Linked DNA regions of Zea mays: all the other regions are linked to region 1. A link is a contact called in public Hi-C data. All regions are on one chromosome and are shown on one strand. Each heading gives the region's core, a stretch centred on a gene start, on an enhancer-like site or on the middle of the called end of the contact. The rest is flanking DNA. Distances are from core to core; before and after follow the strand shown.

Region 1 (2,726 bases), core at 158-2,657:
TCCAAAGACTCACACAGGAATTTTTCTTGTAGGGAAGGAATCCTTCAAAAATCCTTCATATTTCCTTTGTTCCAAAGGAGCCCTCAAGGCCATGGGTTGATCACTTCCAAACGCTGTGACCGGCCACGAATGAATGCTACCAGTACCCTGCACCCCCTACCCACCCACAGTTTCACTTGGATGGCCAGTCGGACACACTCACTCACACACGTAGTACAGCCCCCGCGTATGCTTGTACTCCTGGAACAATGGCGATAACCTGGCATAACATGGCAGGTAAGGTAGGCAAGCAAACCACGGCCCACGGCCGCGCTTATGGATTGGTGGATCGTGGATGGACGCACGGGGTTCCATCCAGGGACGACGGCGCCGGCCAGCGAGAGTTTTCGGCGTATTTATTTGCTTGGCTGGCATGCAAAGATTCCTCGCTCCACTTCCCAAACCTGGGGAGCACGAGCACCCGATCTCAGTCAGCCTCGCCACTTCTACTAGGAGCGTTTAGCCAGATGGAATGCGGAATGAAGTCAAAAGGTATGCAAGGATGGCGACAGATCTACTAGTGGCGCACATAGTGTGAGCAAGAGGGAGAGGAAAGAACCATACATAGTAGACATGAAGGATTGCAGCAAAGAAGCGAGGTATTAGGTTGTTAAGGCTGTTTGTATCTAGATGACACGGTGTAACTCCGAGGACGCGAAAAATTACACTTGAAGGAAGTTTAGAATCCAGGTAACGCCCACACAGGAGAGGACCTGGAAAGCCTACGGCACCTCAGGACCAGATGACACCTCTGGACAAATTAATTAAGGACCCTGTCCGTGCAATTTTACCTTTTTCCCCCCTACTCAGATGAGATCTATATCAAGTACTAACAGATCTCACACTTGTACTGTACATGGGGATTGGACGCATGGCCAATGACCAGCCAGTATTCGCAGCCGCATCACAGCCTGAAAAGGCCCTTTGTCCAGCCTCTCTCCCTCACGTGTCCTGCAGGCCTGGATCAGAGGTTCAGAAAGGACCATCAGGTCCTGCAACCATAACGTACTCCAGCCAGACGATAGATAGACACACAGTCCATGTTCCTTGAGCCTGTCGAAAACAGTTTGTTTTTCTTTTACCTGCCACGATTCAAGTCCTGCTGCTTCAACCAAGTAGGTACCCCGTACCCACATAATAACGTCTCATTGTCTGAACTTATCAAGCGCAACTCAACTGGCAGCTAGAGTGGTGGGGGGAAAAAAACAACAACGTGTTCCGAGAAACAATTCACATCCAGCGGTGTTCTGTTCCTAGATAAAGAGTTGGAAGGCATCATCACATCCAGCGCGTTAGCTGGGGGGGGGGGGGGGGGGGGGGGGGGGGACACAAGATCCTGGAAGACGCACGGAGCTTCTACTAAGTTTAGGACCCCTATTCTTGGCTCAGCAAATCCTCTCCTCGGCGCAAAGGCATGGAGCGAATGCTCATCCCACCTGACCACATTTTCCCCCACAGAGATCACATTTACCGCGCACAAAGCACCAACAACGATCCACAGCCTGTTTGCGAGATCTTTAGCACAAGGAGGGAGGCAGGCATATAGACTCCCACCCGTGCTCTCATTGTCAGCACAACGAGGCCTGCGGATCGGTCTGTGCGTTCTAGAGAGAGGGGACGAGGTTTACCCACTGCGAGAGCGGAGAGGGGCAGAGAAGAGATCCAAGGTTCTGGTACGTACAGCTGGGAGAAGATGAGCTGCTTCGGATGCTTCAAGCCCGACAAGAAGGTGCCACCCAGGAGGACGGAATCCAGGGAGGTCACGGTCGTCAACAAGGCCCCCAGCCAGAACGAAGCGCCTCCCAGGGAATCTGGTAAGGACCAAAAGACAAATCTTGCAACGAAAAATAAGGAATTAGCATGTTTTTGCACTGTTTCAAACTGATCGCGTAAAAAAATGATTGTTGGGACTGGGAGAGATGTCGGCAAACAAAACAAACAATTAGGAAACAGATTAAATACGACGCACAAGTATAAAGATCCAAATTCTGCAATCTCCCAATACGTCCTGTTCTGCTGCACATCAATCTTATAGCAGGATATACATGTGGTTAAACAATCTATATATACTGTACCAGGGTCAGTGGTTTCCTGAGAGATGCTTTTAGACCTGATGAAAACGCCGACCATTCAGTTGTATCTTGTTTAAGGGACGAAACCAAACCCCCTGTGTCACTGCATATATTCCTCTGAACCGAATCCATGTAGCAATCATGCTGTGCACTATCTGTTTCCCTGCCAGTGTCACATGTATTTTGGTGCTATACATACTGCTGCAATTCATGTCTAGTTCTTAACTGTTATGGATGAAAATGGATTTCAGTGATATATATAGCATACGCATATACATACTCTTCAAATTTGTTCAGCAAATGGCAGGAATAGTCAACAACCGAAGGAGCAGAAAAATAGAGATTTATGTCTAATGCAGTTTACCACCTCACCTTTTGCAGGGTCCATCAGGCCACCACCAGTTGCTTCGAAGCACAAGCACAGGCCATCATCTGAAACAGCAGCAAGCATCGAACCTCCTAAAGGAAGTTGTTCTGTTGCCAAAACCGCAAAAGCATTCACGTTCCGTGAGCTAGCCACGGCCACGAAAAACTTCCGCTCTGACTGCCTTCTCGGAGAAGGGGGATTCGGCAGGGTATACAAGGGCAGGCTTGAAAACGGACAGGTACACACCA
Region 2 (2,726 bases), core at 134-2,633, 460 kb before region 1:
AAAACATTCTATGGACCATATAGTGACATGCTAGGGAACTCAAAAAATGCAGACACTAGCTTCTGCAAGCCCCTATGAAACCAACAGGCTGCAAGTTTGAAACGAATTGTTGAAAATAATAAAAAATAGAGCAATGATGCACAACAGCCTCAAATTACGCTGACAGGTATTGACGCGGCTGCCAGAATCAAAGTCTGAGCCCGCTCCTGGTGGTGTTTATTGGTGGTGTTCATGGGTATCACAAAATTTTAGGTTTTAGAATTAGTTTTCGAGCTGCCCATACCACTATTTTGTTGGTAAAATGAAGTCTTCAATGAAATGGACGGCTGCTCACTTCTATTTTTACTGCTCTCGCAAATCCATTTTTCACTTGTGTGAATGACCAAGCGATGATGCTATCACAAATAGTGTGGTGTGACCCTACAATTTCACTTTTCAGTCAATGATGATGGATCATACGAGACTTTTTTTACTTCAGCATGTTCTTTGATAGGGGACGAATTTGCATGAGGTGTTATGAACTACAGACGGAGGTGAGCATTGAGAGCGTTTGTGTATTAAAGTGCACTGCACTACAATACTTGTCTGTGGATGTTGAGCGTTTACTTTAGCTTAATCAATCTTGTAGTTTTTTAATGTTATCTTTGTCATCCATGCAAGATTATCTTCATCGTGTTTCGCAAGATGAGAGTCACCAAACACCTGTTTGGTTTTGTGTAGAACTTCACGCTCCTTTCTATCCCGGATACTTCTATCCTTATTCGGATGATGGTGCCTAGCAGCAACGATAGCCTATCATCGACCTTGACGAGCAGCCATAGATCTCCCTCAACAATTTATGTGCAGTCGCAACGCACATGCACTTAGTTAGTTAAGAATGAAGTTATTAGTTTTTACTATTTTAGATGGGAACGTATCTGGTGCAAACCAACTCCTCCGTGCAACCGTGCAAACTTCTAATCTGAACACATGATGTTAATCCAAGGGAACGCGCAGAGGAGTGGGAAGGGGAATTTTGAAAAGGTGTGATTAGCAGCGGACAGTTAAGTATAAAATTATCCACGTCCCTGCGTTTATTGGATCAACATTATATAATTTAGATTAGAAATTCGCACGGTTGTACAAATGAGTTAGTTTGCACCTGATATGTTCCCAATCCCATTTTAGATGGGAATACGAACAGGACACGGTTTAAGCAGTAAAAACGAACCAACCCCCACGCCGGCTTCGGTGGGTCGCGGATTCGTACGTCCCCGCCAAAAACCGGATTTGACAGCGGCCGATAACGTCCGCCGCGGCGGCGGCTGACGGGCTGAGAATAGGAGAGAGAAACCCCTCTTTCTCTTCCTCTCCTTCTCGACGAACCCGTCCCACAAGCACGTGCGAGCCAAGGCAGACAAGAGCGAGGTGGAGAGAGGGAGAGAGAGTGAGTGAGAGAGGAAAACCCCGCCCCCGTCCAGGCAACCTTCGTCGACGCATACGGCGGAGGCCACAGAGGCGCCACGCGAGGGAGCCCCGCCGCAGCAGCGGCCGCGAATTCGGCACCCCCGGATCTCCTTGCCGGCGCCCGGGGCCCCGATCGCCTCCTCCCCATGGTCGTGCCCCTCCGGGCGTTCTCCTCGCGCGGGCGCCTGCCATGTCGGACCTCGCTTCCACCAGCAAGGTATACGCCCGCCCGAGCCCAGTTCGCCACCTGATCCCTGTCGATTTCCCCCTCGAATTCCCCGGGGGATTCCCGCCCCGCTGCCGCCCGGCGGTTAATTCCGCGCCGAGGTTTAGATGGATGGATGGGCCTGAGCTGGCTGAGAGAGTGAGAGCTCGGACCCTAGTTTTTCCCAGCGCTTGCTGGCACCACTGCCTTATTTCCAACTGCGGTTCGGCCTCTTAATCTGCTGCCCGCCGTAGTCCAGCCCCGAGTTTTGGGGCTGTGTGTGTTGTTGGGAGGTGTTCTATGCTGCCTGAGCCACCGAATCTGTTGAGCTCACGTCCCGGCGATGTATACCGGCAACGCGAATCTGTGCACTGGAATGAATCAACGATCACTCAATCTCACCTAGACAAACGAAGAGCAGAGGCTGTTTTTGGTGTTGCGAAAAGAACAAGCAGCTTCTCTGTTGTGTTGTCTCTTTATTCAGACTTTCTAAAGTGATAAACATGCAGACTATGCGCTTGGTTTACAACTAACAGAATCAGCTCCTCATGTACTGTACTGATTGATAGGCTAGTGTTGGTTCCTTCTGTCACATGACGCAGTACTCATTCAAGCTACTCCTAGCTTGCACATGGCAAACCGACAAAATTCACTCCTAATAAATCGTTGTAGAGTTGGTAGTCCTGTTTTTTTGGTCCATGGATCAAACATGGCAAGTGTGGCGGTGTACTTCACGTGCGCAGCAACGTGTAACGGCACTCTTGAATATCTCACATGTTGACCCTTGTTTGTCACAGGATAAACTTGCGTATTTTAGAATAAAGGAGCTCAAAGATATCTTAAATCAGCTGGGGTTGCCGAAGCATGGAAAGAAGCAGGTCAGCAACTGTTGTGGTCTATTATTTCAGCTTTTCCAACACTCTGTTTCTACTCCGGGATGTGTAGGATTGCAACTGAATGGTGGCGCATGGCATACGAGCCTCCAGGGTGAACTAGCCATCTGGCAGTACATAGTTGTTGGGTCTGTTTGCTGTAGTGCTGTGCACAACTCGCTTTGGCAGTAACCATGGGTTCA
Region 3 (2,726 bases), core at 59-2,558, 420 kb before region 1:
AAACAAAAGAACGGGGCCCGCCACCATCACAAGTCCACCACCACCCACAGTCCCCCATCGCCTCTGCGTCTCAGTGGCCGGTCAAAGCCACCGCCGCCGGCGCCGCGCCGGGCGGCGGCGGAGCGTGCCTCCTCCGGCCGCCGCTCCCTCCGTGGGCCCAGAAGCACCCGGCGCTCGTCGCGGGTCCCGCCGCCATCTTCGCGGCCGCGGTCGTCGCCGGCTCCGACTTGCACCGCTGCAGCACCAGCGGCCGCGCCGATGAGCACCGCACCGTCTCGTCCTCCTCTTCCTCTTCCTCGTCGTACTCATCGAACTCGTCGTCGTCTTCTACTTCTACTTCCTCCTCCTCCTCCTCTTCTCCTTCTCCGCTCAATACCAGCTGCGGCTCACGCGCTGGCGCTGCCACCGCTCCTGTTTGTTGCGTTGCCACGCCGTCCTCGTTCGCCGAAGCTGGCGCCTTCCGGGGAGAAGGAGAAGGCGAAGGGGATGGGGATGCTAACGGGGACGCCGCGGCGGCGAGGGCGTCCCTGGCCGGCGCCGGCGTTGGCGCCGTGGCGGTGGAGGGGAACCGGGAGGTGAGTGGCGACGTGCGGTTCTGCGGCGCGGACCGGCAGCGCATCAGCAGGAGCGCGTTCTTGGGCGGCGTAGTGGTGGCGGACGACACGGCCAGCGGCGCGTCCCGGTCGCCGTCGCCGTCGCCGATCCCCACCTCCTGTTCTCCGTCCCGGCCGGTCGACCCCAAGTCGACGTCCCCGACGCCGAGCTGCACCTCGTCCTCGGCCCGGCGCCCGCTGCTCGGGTCCGCGGGCGGCTTGGGCGCGGCAGCAACAGCGACGTCCCGGCTGCTGAACACCCAGGGCGAGCGGCGCCCGCGCTCCGCCGGCGGCTCGTGCCTCCGCTTCCGCGCGTCGGACGCGAACAGCCCGCCGCACAGGAACGCCCTCTTGAGGCAGCGGCAGTAGTAGTAGTAGCCGCCCCTGGCGGCGCCCTTGTCCCGCGCGGCCGCCTTCCCCACCGCCGGCGCCGTCGCAGTCGCAGGCTTCTTCCCCTTGCGCATCCGCACCTGGCCAATGCAGGTGACCTTGGGCGACGAGGGCTCCCCGTCGTTGGCGGCGCGGGTGCGCGCGCCGCGCGACACGAACATGGGCGACGTGGCCGGCGGCGCCCGGCGCGACCGCGCGCCCCGGCGGCTCTTGCTGAGCAGCAGGCGCGCCAGGCCCGGCGCCGCCAGCTGCGGCTTCTCCGCGCGGCCCGGGCTCGCCGCCGGCGGCTTCATGGCTGGCTGGCCGCAGCGGAGGGAGGGAGGTGGATGCCGCCGCGCGCGGTAGCGAGGTTAATTAATGAGGCGGCGCGGACACAGTGGGGGGACTGGAGGGGGGCGGGCGGTGGGCGCGGGCGTGCGGATTAAATGAGGCGACAGGCGAGGCGAGCTCCGGATCCTCCGCTGCTGGCGTGGGAAGCGTCAAGCTAGCGCTCGTGTCGTGCCGTGCCGTGCGTGCCTCGTGGGTGTGCGTGTGCGTGTCTTAGGATTCGCTCGGTGGTGGGCCTGGACCCGGTCCATGGATGCGTTGGATGGATCTGTCCTGGGCCCTGGGGCGGGTGGGTGGAGGCGTGGAGCCGTGGAGGAGGTATGCGACGGGCTTGGGCAGGCAGTGCATGGACCGGGTCGACGGCCATGGTAATGGGGGCGGGCGTGAACATGAGTAAGGTAACTGGGAGAAGCAGAGTGATGTCGTCTCAAGGACAAGGACGACGAGAGGATGCTGCATTGGCCATGGCTATTGCTGCTGCTCCAGCGTCCAGGGCGGCTCCTCCTCCTCCTCCTTCCTCCTGCGACCTGACCTGACCTCTCCTCTGCTCTGCTTGCGGCCACGTGCGATGTGGCCTGGCCATGCACGATCCGTCAATCCAATCCTGCCCCTTGAAACCTCTGGCTGGTTGGTTGGATGGGGATGCCTTGATTTCCGCACCCAGCCTGCATACCCGCCCGGCGCGGCGCTGCTGCTGCAAAAAAAAGCACGTTCCACTCCACATCCACACGTCCCTTCACTCTCATCTCAGGTCAGCTCAGCGTCCACCACATACAGTAGTATTTTCTTTTCTTTACTTTTCGTTTCCCCTTCGATTCAGGAGACGTCTCGTCCTCCTCTCTCTCTCTTTCGTCTCATGGAGGTAATGGTACTAGGAGGAGGATCGACGATCAGAGCAGTCTCTAAAATAAAGTAGGCGTTGCACGAGTGGGTGCGTGCATCTCAGCCAGCCAGCCAACCATGGCAGCAGCTTTCTTCACTCACATCAGCCAGTCTTCATCCTCTCTCTCTCTCTCTTGTTTTGTTTGGTGTCTGCTAATGCTAATGACCTTTCTGTCATATGCATGCAAAACAAAACTAACCGTGTGTGTGCTCATCAGTCGTCGTGGACGGCAGCATTGTTTAGTGATTTGCTGCCAGGGACAAGGACAGCACCCATCAAGGGCGTGCGTGTGGTGTGGTGCCATGTGGTGGTGGAGCTCCTCGCCGCCTGGGGATCCGATGCGATGCGCGTTTGTGTGAGCAGGGGTTGGATCTTGATCTGATGCAATGAGCCGTCTCTCTCTCTCTCTCTCTCTCTCTCTCTCTCGTGTGCTTAAACAATTCTGCTAATGGCATTCTCTTGCCGGTACTGCCTTCCTCGCCAAGGCAAGGCAGTGGCTTCGTGTACATGAAGGAAGGTCATGTACGACTCCA
Region 4 (2,726 bases), core at 160-2,659, 330 kb before region 1:
GCTCATATGTAGACCCGAGATGCCCTCTCACTCTGTTTGATTTTGAATGCAGGGACTTATTTGGATGCAATTCTGAGTTTTGGAAGAGTACTATTGTTTTGTAAAATATTTTGGTTTTCGAGCACCATGAATTCTCTAGATGAAATTAAATTTATAGTTGTGAAAACACTCCATCCACTTGGAACTATAAGCCGTTCTAACTTTTGTTAGAGTCTAAGCATCTCAAATTCTAATCAAAACTATAAATGAAAGTATGAGGATTTATGACATCAAATATATATGTTATAAAATTATAATTATCTACAAATTTGATGATACATATTCGTTTTAATCAATGATATCATTTTATTATATAATCTTGATGTATGGTAAAAACTAATATTTGGCGAACTGCTATAGAGTTAATATTTTTTATATGGAATTAGACAATCTATTATTGGTAGGTGCCGCACCTTCTAACATCATTTGATTTGTAGCTACATATATGCAACCATTAGGAGTAATCTCCTCGTTGTCTTCTCTGAGACCTTGCGGCATGTTCTTGAACCCCAGCATCTCCATGCTTGGCGTTGCTACCTCCGCGTTGGTGTTCCCGAACAAATCATATAGTCCTGTCTTACATATTTTCCAAGCTCAATTTTCTGAATACCTAAATTCGCTAATGTCAGGTACTCGTGCCGCTCCTGTTTACACATGAATGAAAAAAACAATAAAATTTGCTTGCCTCTTTTCCTCCTAAATAGCGCTTGGATGGAGATATTTGGTACCTGAGAGGTAGGGCAGGGCGGCGTCGTTGGGGCGAGGCGAAGAGAAGCACCAGATGCTGGTGGTGGGAGAGGGATACCAGGAGGACAGGCGCAAGCCGCACAGCCCTGCTCCTCCTCGGGAGGAGCGCCTTTACTTGGGCGGACCGCGGAGGGCGGGCGGGCGGACTGAGGCGGTTGCGGCGTCGCGGAGCGTAGGGAGGCGGGGTTTGCGGCAGGCGAGCGAACGGATCGCGGCGGTCGGGCGGATCGCGGCAGTCGGTCGGGCGGATCGCGGCGGTTGTTGGCGGATTGCTCGGGTGGGCGGGAGGGCGGATCGCGGCCGTGCGCGGCAGTCGCGGCGGGAGGGCGGACGGGCACAGGAGGCGGGGGCAGTCTACAATAGTCTCTTAATAGTTAGTAGAGATATATATATATATATATATATATAGTGTCCGTTGACACAAGACATAGACATACGTACAATATCTTGTATATATTTGCATATGCCCAATAGTAAAGTCAACTGTTGACCGTATCGCCAATATCCAGTGCCGAATTCAGCTCCAGAATAAAAGGCAGCATTCAAAAGTAGCTAGCTACTTGCATTGCATGCGGGCGTACACGGCACATGGCGTGGGCCAAGGCCAAGGCCCAGTACGTACTGTACGTTGTGCGGCTCGCAACCAAGCAGCGCCAGCCAAGAGCCACCTTCTTCGCTCTCTGTATGGTATATATGGCCACGATCTATCTGCTTGTCGTGGAAGGAGTATTACATGTGTCATGTTTATGTACGTACGACAATAATGGGGAGTTTTTTGGGGTGTATATGAATATGTCTCTTTGCATATATCTATCCATTCGAGAGCCTAGCTCACAAAGGAAACAAAAGAGACTAATCCCGGGCCCGTTATATAGTGAACGTATCTAGTGCAAACCAACCACTCTGTGTAACCATGCAAACTTTTAATCTTAACCACATGATGTTAATCCAAGAGGCCGTACGGGAGAGTAGGAGGGGGATTTGAAAAAGTGTGATTAGCAACGGGTGGTTAAGTGTAAAATTATCCACGCCCCTGTATCTCTTGGATCAACATCATGTGGCCCTGATTAAAAGTTTGCACGGAGGAGTTGGTTTTCACCAGATGCGTTCCCCGTTATATATATAGGGTGCACTAAAAAAATGTAGTCTCAAGATGACCTTCGGAACAGTCCTATATATATATATATATATATATATATATATATATATATATATATATATATATATATATATATATATATATATATATATATATATATATATATATATATATATATATATATATATATATAGGCAACGTATCCTGTGTAAAAGGTTCTCCTGTGTAAACATGCTAAAACGCCTTAACAACCTTTGGATCCAGAATCAAAGGCTAATTTTAATCCCACCTAACCGCCACCGCACCAGATTACCAGGAGGGGGTTCTTTAGAAAAAAACACAAGATTATCAGGTGGGATTAAGATTAGCCTTTGATTCTGGATCCAAAGGTTGTTAAGACGTTTTAGCATGTTTACACAGGAGAACCTTTTACACAGGATACGTTGCCATATATATATATATATATATATATATATATATATAGAGAGAGAGAGAGAGAGAGAGAGGACTATATTATATTATTCATGTCATCAAGACAGGAGCAAATGGACACTATCAAAAGAGTTATGCATGCATGCATGATGATGAGGGTCAAATAGGAGTAGTAGACTGTTTCTGAACCAGTCGTCACATAGATGAAGATCGATGCATGGTGAGGAGGGTGAAATAGTAGCATAAATAGTACATACTATATAGATGGAGCGGAACGAAGTGGGGGTCATCGTGCATGAATGGATGTATAGGGACCATGATATCTAAAGAGAATATTTCTATTTTCTATAGTAAAAGTTGCGTAGCTACAAGCTCATTCAGCGTCGCCTTTTTAACGACATCTATCACA

What was found. A called contact is a pair of places that touch in the nucleus more often than the background predicts.
Region 2: a Hi-C map of leaf mesophyll shows a contact between it and region 1, with 2.6 times the contacts expected there. The contact joins the promoter of LOC100381570 here to the promoter of LOC100285889 in region 1. A contact is called at or near these places in 5 of 25 Hi-C or Micro-C datasets (bundle sheath, ear, leaf and 2 more).
Region 3: a Hi-C map of bundle sheath shows a contact between it and region 1, with 3 times the contacts expected there. The contact joins the promoter of LOC100275842 here to the promoter of LOC100285889 in region 1. A contact is called at or near these places in 7 of 25 Hi-C or Micro-C datasets (bundle sheath, ear, endosperm and 3 more).
Region 4: a Hi-C map of bundle sheath shows a contact between it and region 1, with 6 times the contacts expected there. The contact joins the enhancer-like site here to the promoter of LOC100285889 in region 1. A contact is called at or near these places in 9 of 25 Hi-C or Micro-C datasets (bundle sheath, ear, endosperm and 3 more).

The regions. Positions count from the first base shown.
Region 1 is chr6:34,864,932-34,867,657 of Zm-B73-REFERENCE-NAM-5.0, reverse strand. LOC100285889 reads left to right here and starts at 1,407. Exons shown (of 5, transcript NM_001158779.2): 1 at 1,407-1,853; 2 at 2,493-2,716. The coding sequence starts at 1,733.
Region 2 is chr6:35,329,536-35,332,261 of Zm-B73-REFERENCE-NAM-5.0, reverse strand. It overlaps LOC100381570, which reads left to right and starts at 1,383. Exons shown (of 17, transcript NM_001361448.1): 1 at 1,383-1,663; 2 at 2,449-2,529. The coding sequence starts at 1,637.
Region 3 is chr6:35,279,961-35,282,686 of Zm-B73-REFERENCE-NAM-5.0, reverse strand. LOC100275842 reads right to left here and starts at 1,308. Exons shown (of 1, transcript NM_001149825.2): 1 at 1-1,308. The coding sequence starts at 1,276. The coding sequence ends at 71.
Region 4 is chr6:35,192,489-35,195,214 of Zm-B73-REFERENCE-NAM-5.0, reverse strand. No RefSeq gene overlaps it. Among protein-coding and RNA genes, the nearest start is that of LOC103629184, 11 kb to the left of the region's middle. Within about 2 kb of position 1,409, at least 16 of the 20 cell types and tissues checked have an H3K27ac peak or open chromatin away from gene starts, as enhancers often do. A contact at or near this core is called in bundle sheath, ear, leaf and 2 more, where this site is marked.